3 separate regions of the Mus musculus genome follow, and regions 2 and 3 are each linked to region 1. Evidence: chromatin contacts called from public HiChIP or PLAC-seq and promoter capture Hi-C data. All regions are on one chromosome and are shown on one strand. The core of a region is the stretch at or near the end of the contact, and the rest is flanking DNA. Distances in the headings are between cores, read along the strand shown.

Region 1 (2,700 bases), core at 118-2,617:
TGTAACCATCTCATGTACAGCCGTAAACACGGTATGTATTTTAGAACAGGTGGCAATATTCCCTTGAGGGGCATTCTTTGAGTATCTCATAACTTAAATATGACAACCACTGATATTATCTTAATTTGATGTTAGCATTACATGATAAGGGATTTGACAAAAGAAAACAAATATCTGTACAAACACAGTCTTAACACAATGTGACAGAAACGGTCACGTCGATCACAATCCTCACTTCAGCAGTTGGTTTGAGCTGGTGTGTATAACTACCTTCCTCTCCTACTCTTCTGTATTTCCTCTGTCCTTAGTAAGCACCTCAATAGGTCTTGGTGTTTTTCTTGGAAGAGTGACCCATACCAAGGACATTTATAAAAAGGAGCATTTACCTAGGGGCTTGCTTACAGATCCAGAGGGGAGTGCAGTGACAGGCAGGCATGGTGCTGCAGCAGTGGCTAAGAACTTACATGATCCTCAGGCGGAAGGCAGAGAAAGAGACGGGGCGTGGCTTTTGAAACCTCAAAGGCCACACATTTGCCAACAAAAGCACACTTTATAATTCTTAAACAGTCCACCAAACGGGAACCAAATATTCAAAAACATAAGCCTGGGGGCGGGCATTCTCATCCAAACCACCACAACTTCTGTGACAGATTGGAACTACGGAGGCATGCTACCTTGTCAACTTAGCCATCACTGGCGCGCAGTGTCTCCTGTGTGAGCATAGCCACTGTTAAACTACCTAGATTATGCTCCTGACTCTGGGAGGCTTATAGGTGGCAGTATTATATTTGCATAGATCGTTATCTATCGGTCTGAGCCTCCTGGTCTGTGTTTGACAAGAGGTTGTTTCCTAGCATAACTATAAGAGGTGGAGTTATTCGATTTGGTATTTGCACTCAATTTGGCATGCCTCTGCAGGCACACAGTGAAAACGACTTACAACTTCTCGTTGCTTTCTTGCATTTTTTTCTAGTACCTGGAATTGAAGTTTTTCCTTTGTCTCCTCACATCTCTAAAAATCTATTTAGTATAGACTGGAATTCAAAGAAGTCCCCCTTTGAGAGCTATTCATTCCTGGGTGTTCCCATGGCCATATGAATATACATATACATGTCGATACTTTTCTATATTTCTTTTGTAAATCTTTTTTTTCCGGGCCTTGAGAGAAGCCTTTACAAATAGATGGCGGGGAGATCTCATGCTTAGGTAATGCCCAGGAAGATTGGTGTTTCAGCGGCTCTGAGCAAGTGTGTCCGAAAAGCTAGAGGTATCTGAGCTCAGCCAATGAGAGAAGGAATGGAGTGGGCGTGGCCTTGTCTTAACCAAGATCCTCCACCCCTCTGTTTCTTTCCCATTTCTAAGTTCGGACTCCAGTTTCTGGCAGACAGGGAAGTGCTGAAGACCGGAGCTTCCTCTTCTGTGACCAGGAGTCAGGGCACAGACTCCTTCCCTGTGTTCCCGCCAGATCGCCAGGGGGCAGGCTGCTCCGGTATCACGGAAGTCCGATCCGGAGAATATCGCGCGCGTGAAAACCCAAGGTCCAAAGTAGGTGCTGTATCCGCCACAGTGCACCGAAGGGGCCGGGTTCGCTCCGCGGTGCTCTTGATCGCTTCCTGCCCTTAGGTCTGGAAGTCTCTGAGGCCCGGAAACCCCTGGCGGGCCCTGCAGACCATTCTGTCTTTGTTGTCTTGGTTGGGCTGGTGAGATCACTAGGCCTGATTGACTACAGCGCCTTGAGCTCCTGCTGGGTTCTGGCTGCATTTAGGTCTGTACCGCGTTGTCCACAGCCCGAGCATTTGGTGATGTTTTTCCTCGGATCTAGGCTATCGGTGGAGCAGGCGTGTGCTTTGCTGAGTCCCGCCACCTTGGGGAGGACCCCAAGATTTGCAAAACAAAAGTAAACTGCGGGAGGGGAGGGCATTTTCTGTGTCCCCATCAACCATCTACCAAGTAAGACTTGTACCTTGAGACAGGGAAATCAGAGAGCATTTGTGATAGAGTGATTCATATTTTAGACTTTTGGCCACTAGCCAGAGTTTGGTATGAGTGCTTTATCGCCCTCAGGTCCTCACTGTTATTCTTTGAGATGGTTATTGGTCCACCAGAGCGCAGGTGCGGCATGACAGAGGAATCCTTAGGAGGCTCCTACATTTTGGTAGGCAGGAGACCCTCCTCTGCGGCCCTTGTGTCCTTTGTGAGTAGAGACAGGATCCAGGAGTGCCTGCACTTGTAACTCCTACTCCCCTTTCACCCCCACCCCCACTTCCCACCACCTTCTGCTCCTATCCACCCATCACACAAGAAGTCCAGAACTGTAGCAGTGATCTGCTTGGGAAATAGCCTGGTGTTCTGAAACTGAGGTGAGCAAGCAGGGGGAAAGATTGTTGGTGATCCCTGAGGCTGCCGAAAGGAGAAACAAATGCAGAAATGCTGCAAGCTAAAGCCACAGTAGATTAGCTTCGTTTCTATGTAGCCAGCCTGGTGTGGTGCTCACAGGTCCTCAACAGATTGTGTTTGTTGAAGTGTTTAACTGGATAAGGACACAAGGGATGATACACAGCTTGCAAGAAGAGGCAGATATCTTAGTTCCAGCTACTAGGGAGGCTGAGAAAAGAGGATCACCTGAGGACAAGAGTTCAAGGCCAGCATCAGGCAACCTCAGGGGAAAACCAGGAAAGAGAGAGAGAGAGAGAGAGAGAG
Region 2 (2,700 bases), core at 34-2,533, 520 kb after region 1:
ACACTGTGCCTGCTTTTGTCAAAACTTAATCTTTAAAGGCCCCTCCTGTCTGCCAAGCCTGGGCCTTTTCCCTCACAGCTTGATTCTGCTTAAGTTTCTGGGATGCCCCTCTTGGTTCCCAGGAGGCCCATGCAGCAGTCTTTTACAGCAGCAGCCTTGAGTTAAGGGCCTGTGAGGGTTCTCAGCCAGAGGGTTCCGTGCCCCACCCCCCCCCCCCACACACACACACTCTGTTTGGGAAGCTGAAGAGGTATCTATATATTGACAGACTTCCACACCTACGCCATTGGTCCACTGTTCTCGAAACTGCATGCCCCTCTGTCAAATCCCCTTCTTGGCCTCTCTCTGTGAAGTGGTTCAAAGGAACAGCCCTGAGACCTTAGACATTTTACTTCTTGGACTGTGGGCTTGAAAATACCAAGTCTGGTTTTCTGTTTACCCTTCAAAGCTCTGTCTAGCATCCTGACTTCACCAAGTTCCACACTGAAGTCAAAGAGTGTCTGTCCTGGGTGAGATCAGTGGGCCAAGTGGTCTCCTGTAGAGTGTAGTTTGATTTGTGTGTGTGTGGCCTCACAGGACTTTTCAAAGCTGAGACACTGATAATTGCTGCCAACGATTTGAGCCTTCTCATGACAGTCTTTCTTAGGTTGTGGCTCTTGAGTGCCTGCTTGTGAATTTTATATGGGTTCTGTATAGCATAGGTTAGCTGTCTTAGTGAACCCCAGTGGAGGAGAGGATGAAGTGAGAGCCTCTCACTGGTCTGGTCCTTAGCAGTGCTATAGTTTACAGCGGATGGGGTTGGGAGGCACCAACAATGAACCCTAATAGAGCTTGCTGCACAGGTTTCTATCTGGTACTTCCCTGGCAGTAAGTGGGAAACCAAGACGCGACATCGCAATGGAGAATCCCACACCCCAGCCCTGCAGTCCCACACACGGTGTGATAACAGCGAGAAAGCTTCCAGGGAATAAATGTCCCAGTCTAGCGTGCTACCTTCACCCTTCTCCAGCAATCTCCTAAATTCAGACATTGAGGCTAGGAGTGCAGAGGACATCGGGAGAGCACAGTTCCAGAAACCACGCTCTAGGACCCGGTGAGAGAGCGGCCGTGGACCATGAGAGCCGTGTCCGCCCCGGAGACGCGCCAGCACCGCGGCGGCAGTAGTGGCGACAGGAGACGGAGGGGCGGAGGCTGGGGCGGAGGGAGCGGGAGGGCGGGCCGGAGGGTGGCGGGAGGTGTGGCCGGCGGCGGTGGCGGGTGAGCCGCTGCAGCTGCCGCCGGCGTCTCAGGGGCTGCAAGCTGCAGGCGGACGCAACGCTGTGCGATTCCGAAGCCCAGCCACGCCAGGCCGCCCGGCCCTGGCCCCCAGCGGGCGTCGCCGCTCCTTGTCGCTTTGACGCCTAGCCCAGCGCCGCGGCGCAGGACTACCGGTGCCCCGCAAGTTGCGAGCGCACTCTGCGCCTGGGGAAACTTTACCCCGCGGCCGAGCCTCTGCCAGGTAGGATTCAATCACTGAGCCCCTCTGTGCGTACTGGCCCCGGGATACCGCGCGCTTCGGGGGAGATCCCAGATCAGTGCGGGTCCCAGGACGCTCGGGTAAGCGGCCACCAAGTTCTGAAGCGACTCCCCTGGGGGCGGGGACAGCGCCGCACTGAGTGACCCGGAGCATGCTCGGGTCGCGACTTCGCCCAGGTCAGGTGCAGCCATTCTGCGCCCAGCGATCTCGGGGGCTCAGGCGACAGTAAGGCGGCAGGTGGGACTCCCAGAGCCGGTGTGTTGGCCGGGGCTGTACCGAGAGTGAAGGGGTGAGCCCAAGTGACCCTGCACACAAGCAGGTCACAACGGGGGACACGGAGCCGGGCTTGGGCGCGGCGGACAGCCGATCGGGCTGGGGCACCGAGCGCTCTTCGCCTTCGTGGGACCCTGGTAGCAGGGCCTGGAGAACGCTCCTAGATTTTGCTCTCGCACCCGAGTTATCATTCCTTGCGCGGGAAGATGTCCAGCTCCGTGGATGTGGAGACCTAGGAGGTTCCCGGGCGGGTCCGGAGCTCCTTGCGGCCGGATGTGGGGTGTGGTGGCCGTGGGTTCCTTAGCGTGGCTGGCCGAGGTGGGCGCGCGCGGGCTCCGGGTCCTGCTTGCGCTGGGAGAGTTGTCTCGCCAGGGGGCGCCCTTCCCTGGCCAGATCGGCTTCCCAGACCAGCCTAGGAGCTTCTCTGAGTTTCTGAGCTCATGGAACCGCAGATGGACCAAGGCAATGCGCGTGGGGTCTGTTTGGAGGAGCTCCCCACCTTGTCCCAGAGAATCGGACGGAGGTGCACCCACTGTGAGACTGATGTGCAACGATCAGACGGATCAGTGTCATGAGGTGGGCTGCTGGCAAGGATGAGTGAACAATTTACACCCAGAAAAACAAAAGAAAGTTTACATGAACAGCAAGCCTGCATGGAGACAATAGGATAGAACATTAGTTGGATTTACTTGAAGTTACTGAAACCCAGCCATTTTTGTAAAAGTGGCATCTTTTGTCCTGGTCCTGGTCAGATCTCTGGGCGTGGTGGGCAGGATTTGTCCTCTCTCTGGGCATAGGTAGATTGGGGGCATAGGAATTTCTATAGTTTCATCAAAAGGGATACACTCCTCACCCATTACCGAGAGCACTCCATGTCCTGGGCCTGAGGTCCCACATGCATCTCTATGATC
Region 3 (2,700 bases), core at 120-2,619, 560 kb before region 1:
GAGGATCCCCTAGAGCTGGAGTTCTACAGGTGGTTGTGGCCTAACACTGCTTCCAGGGAAGAGCAGGAAGTGCTCTTCAGCCCTGAGCCATCTTTGTAGCCCCAAGCCATCTCTCCAGCCCCAAGATATACCTTTTTAATAAAACGAATGTTCATTACACGGGTACTTTTAAGAAAAGCTGCCTAGTGAGCTGGGCCTGATGGTTCATGCCTGTATCCAGCATCAGGTGGTTGACACAGGTGGACTTAAAGGCCTGCCTGGGCTAAATAAATTCCAGGCAATTCAGGCTGCAAATGGGACTTCATTTCAAAAACAAAACAAACAAAATCAACAAAACCAAACTGCTCTCAGAAGAATTACAATGCCATAGCACAGTCTCTGTTCCCATAACATGAGGCAGACATTTGTTTCCTGCAACACATCTATGTAGGTGGCAGGGCACAATTTTTTTTTTTCTCAACAGAAAAAAAAAAAAGCATAACAGCTTTGTTACAAGATGATACGCCCACCATACTAGTAGGCCGACCTGAAATACCTATAATAACATACATTGGCAGAGCCTGGAACCTAAGCTGGTTAACAGCTACTGTACCTGTTGGTAGTGCGCCTCTTAAGTTTCAATATGCAAATCAATCACCTGAGACTTCTTTAAAACATACTCATAATGGCTGAGTCTACCCTCGGGGAAGGGAAGCCGCAGTGCTTACATATTTAATACAGTCCCCTCCCCGGAGATGCCACTATCTGGGTTCTACACCTAGGTCTTTAACTTAGACTAGAGCTGCCCACCAAAGTCCACAAGACACGTGGTGCTGCTGCTGTAAGACCCAAAAATCTGGCCACACTGGATGTAAGTGGTCTGTAAGGACACATCGCTTTCTAAATTTCGGAAGAAAAAGTATGCCGATCACATATACATAACTTGTAATGAGCTGATATTTTGTATTTGATAACGAGCTATTTTTTTAATTCGATGTGTGACATGCATTACACAGTACGACTGCGCCGCTTAACACTCCATTACGAGACTTATTAAAAAAAAAAAAAAAAGCCTCTCTCAGATAGTTGAAAAGTATAACTTTTATTGCCCTACCAGAAACAATACTTACTTTTTAAAAAGACCTTCACCGTCTTCTCACTTCTGCTCAAGCTCCACCTAGTTTTATTATCTCCCCTCCGATTCCCACGCTTGGGGATCTTATAGCCTCCAGAAAAACGATAACTAGAAAGCCGTTTCCAGCCCTGAGGTGTGGCAGGACCGGCTTCCCCGACCGAGAGTAAAGGGACCGGTATCGTCTCCGAGGCACTCCGCGGGCTCCTCCTCCAGTTCCAGAGGCGACCTCCCCAAGATGGCGGACCGCAAGGAGTCGCTTCCGCTTCCGGTGTGAGCAGCCCGGCCGGGGGGGCAAGATGGCGGCGGCAATAGGGGTCCGCGGCCGGTTCGAGCTGCTACCTCGCTCCGGCCCGGGTTGGCTTCTCAGCCTTTCCGCTTTGCTGAGCGTGGTGGCTCGAGGGGCCTTGGCCACTACGCACTGGGTCGTCACGGAGGACGGGAAGATCCAACAGCAGGTAGCGGCCAGGGTGCCCCCTCTCTGCCCGCGCCCGATCAGGGGGAATCCCGGAGCCGGGCCCCTGGGTGGCTCCGCGCGGCCCCGCCCCCAGCTTGGCTTCCCACGGTCCCGGCCCACGGGCCGAGGCTTCCTGCGCTCCGACCTGGCGCCGCCCCCTCCCCTCTGGTCCCCTCGCCCCGGCTCCGCCGTGGGGAACTTCTCAGCCTTCCACCTTGGGGCCGCGCGCCGTCCCGGAACCGACCCCGGGGAGCTGAGACTTGAGCTCCCGGGTTAGGAGTCACGGATTCATCATTAGTTCTGCCTTTGGAGCCGCTGGACCAGGACCCGCGCGCCACCACCTCTCCCCGAGGAAGTAGAAAGCAGGTGGCAGTGCCGGGGAGTGTGCGCGTCCCAGGCCGGTGACAGCCAGGGTGGCATTAGTGAATGGATGGATCTTTTAATGCGCCTCCTCCAGCCTTGTCTCCCACTGATGGGATTTGTTTCGCGATGTGGTGGTTTGAGGCTGTGCCGTTAGCCAGGTCATTAGGGGCTCTTTAAAGACAACCCATTCTTGCTCCTTCTGAAGGAATGCCAGAAGATGCATGCCTCTGGTGGCGGTGCCCGCATCATTCAGTTCTTAAGTGCCCTCATTTCCCGGTGTATTTTACATTGCTTCCTAGTTCCTTTGACCCAGCCCGGCACTCAGCATTTGCAGTTTACTAGATTACCTATGCTTGAACTGATTTCTCAGAGGAGTGACCGCTTTTCTTATATAACTTTCTGATGCCTGCATCTGCATTTGCTTTCATACTGCTGATGCTTTAAGGACTGCGTGTGTGTGTGTGTGTGTGTGTGCGTGTGTGTGTGTGTGTGTGTGTGTGTGTGTGTGTGCGCGCGTGCTCGCGCGCGTGCTTCACCACAGAATCTTGTAAACTTAATGACTTCCAGCGCTTGACAACAATCAGGAAATGTCCAGGAGCCATTTAAAAAGTGAAGTGTGTACCCCTTGCAATTTAAGCATACTGACTCATGTTTTAACCAAAGGCGAGAGAGAGAAACTGATCCTTTTGATTAACTGTAGAAACACATCGCATGGTTTATATTTAAGATGAGACATTTCACAATGCAGCAAACCTAAACAAAATTTTTA

Evidence for each region. HiChIP or PLAC-seq counts read pairs in DNA pulled down with a chosen protein or histone mark. Capture Hi-C pulls out chosen DNA fragments and counts their contacts.
Region 2: a contact with region 1 is called in a promoter capture Hi-C map of liver, with 4 times the contacts expected there. The contact joins the promoter of Tspan18 here to the promoter of Accs in region 1. A contact is called at or near these places in 1 of 39 promoter capture datasets (liver) and 1 of 9 other capture datasets (liver).
Region 3: an H3K4me3 HiChIP or PLAC-seq map of the 230-238 cell line shows a contact between it and region 1, with 12 read pairs. The contact joins the promoter of 2810002D19Rik here to the promoter of Accs in region 1. A contact is called at or near these places in 1 of 39 promoter capture datasets (the HPC-7 cell line), 1 of 15 datasets of contacts at CTCF or cohesin (the NIH/3T3 cell line) and 4 of 115 datasets of contacts at active chromatin or transcription factors (the 230-238 cell line, bone marrow-derived dendritic cells, bone marrow-derived macrophages and 1 more).

Annotation. Positions count from the first base shown.
Region 1 is chr2:93,848,610-93,851,309 of GRCm38.p6, reverse strand. It overlaps Accs (1-aminocyclopropane-1-carboxylate synthase (non-functional)), which reads left to right and starts at 1,367. Exons shown (of 15, transcript NM_001290782.1): 1 at 1,367-1,545.
Region 2 is chr2:93,333,070-93,335,769 of GRCm38.p6, reverse strand. It overlaps Tspan18 (tetraspanin 18), which reads left to right and starts at 1,283. Exons shown (of 10, transcript NM_183180.2): 1 at 1,283-1,498.
Region 3 is chr2:94,405,376-94,408,075 of GRCm38.p6, reverse strand. It overlaps 2810002D19Rik (RIKEN cDNA 2810002D19 gene), which reads right to left and starts at 1,369. Exons shown (of 2, transcript NR_027831.1): 1 at 1,110-1,369. It overlaps Ttc17 (tetratricopeptide repeat domain 17), which reads left to right and starts at 1,387. Exons shown (of 25, transcript NM_183106.2): 1 at 1,387-1,569. The coding sequence starts at 1,411.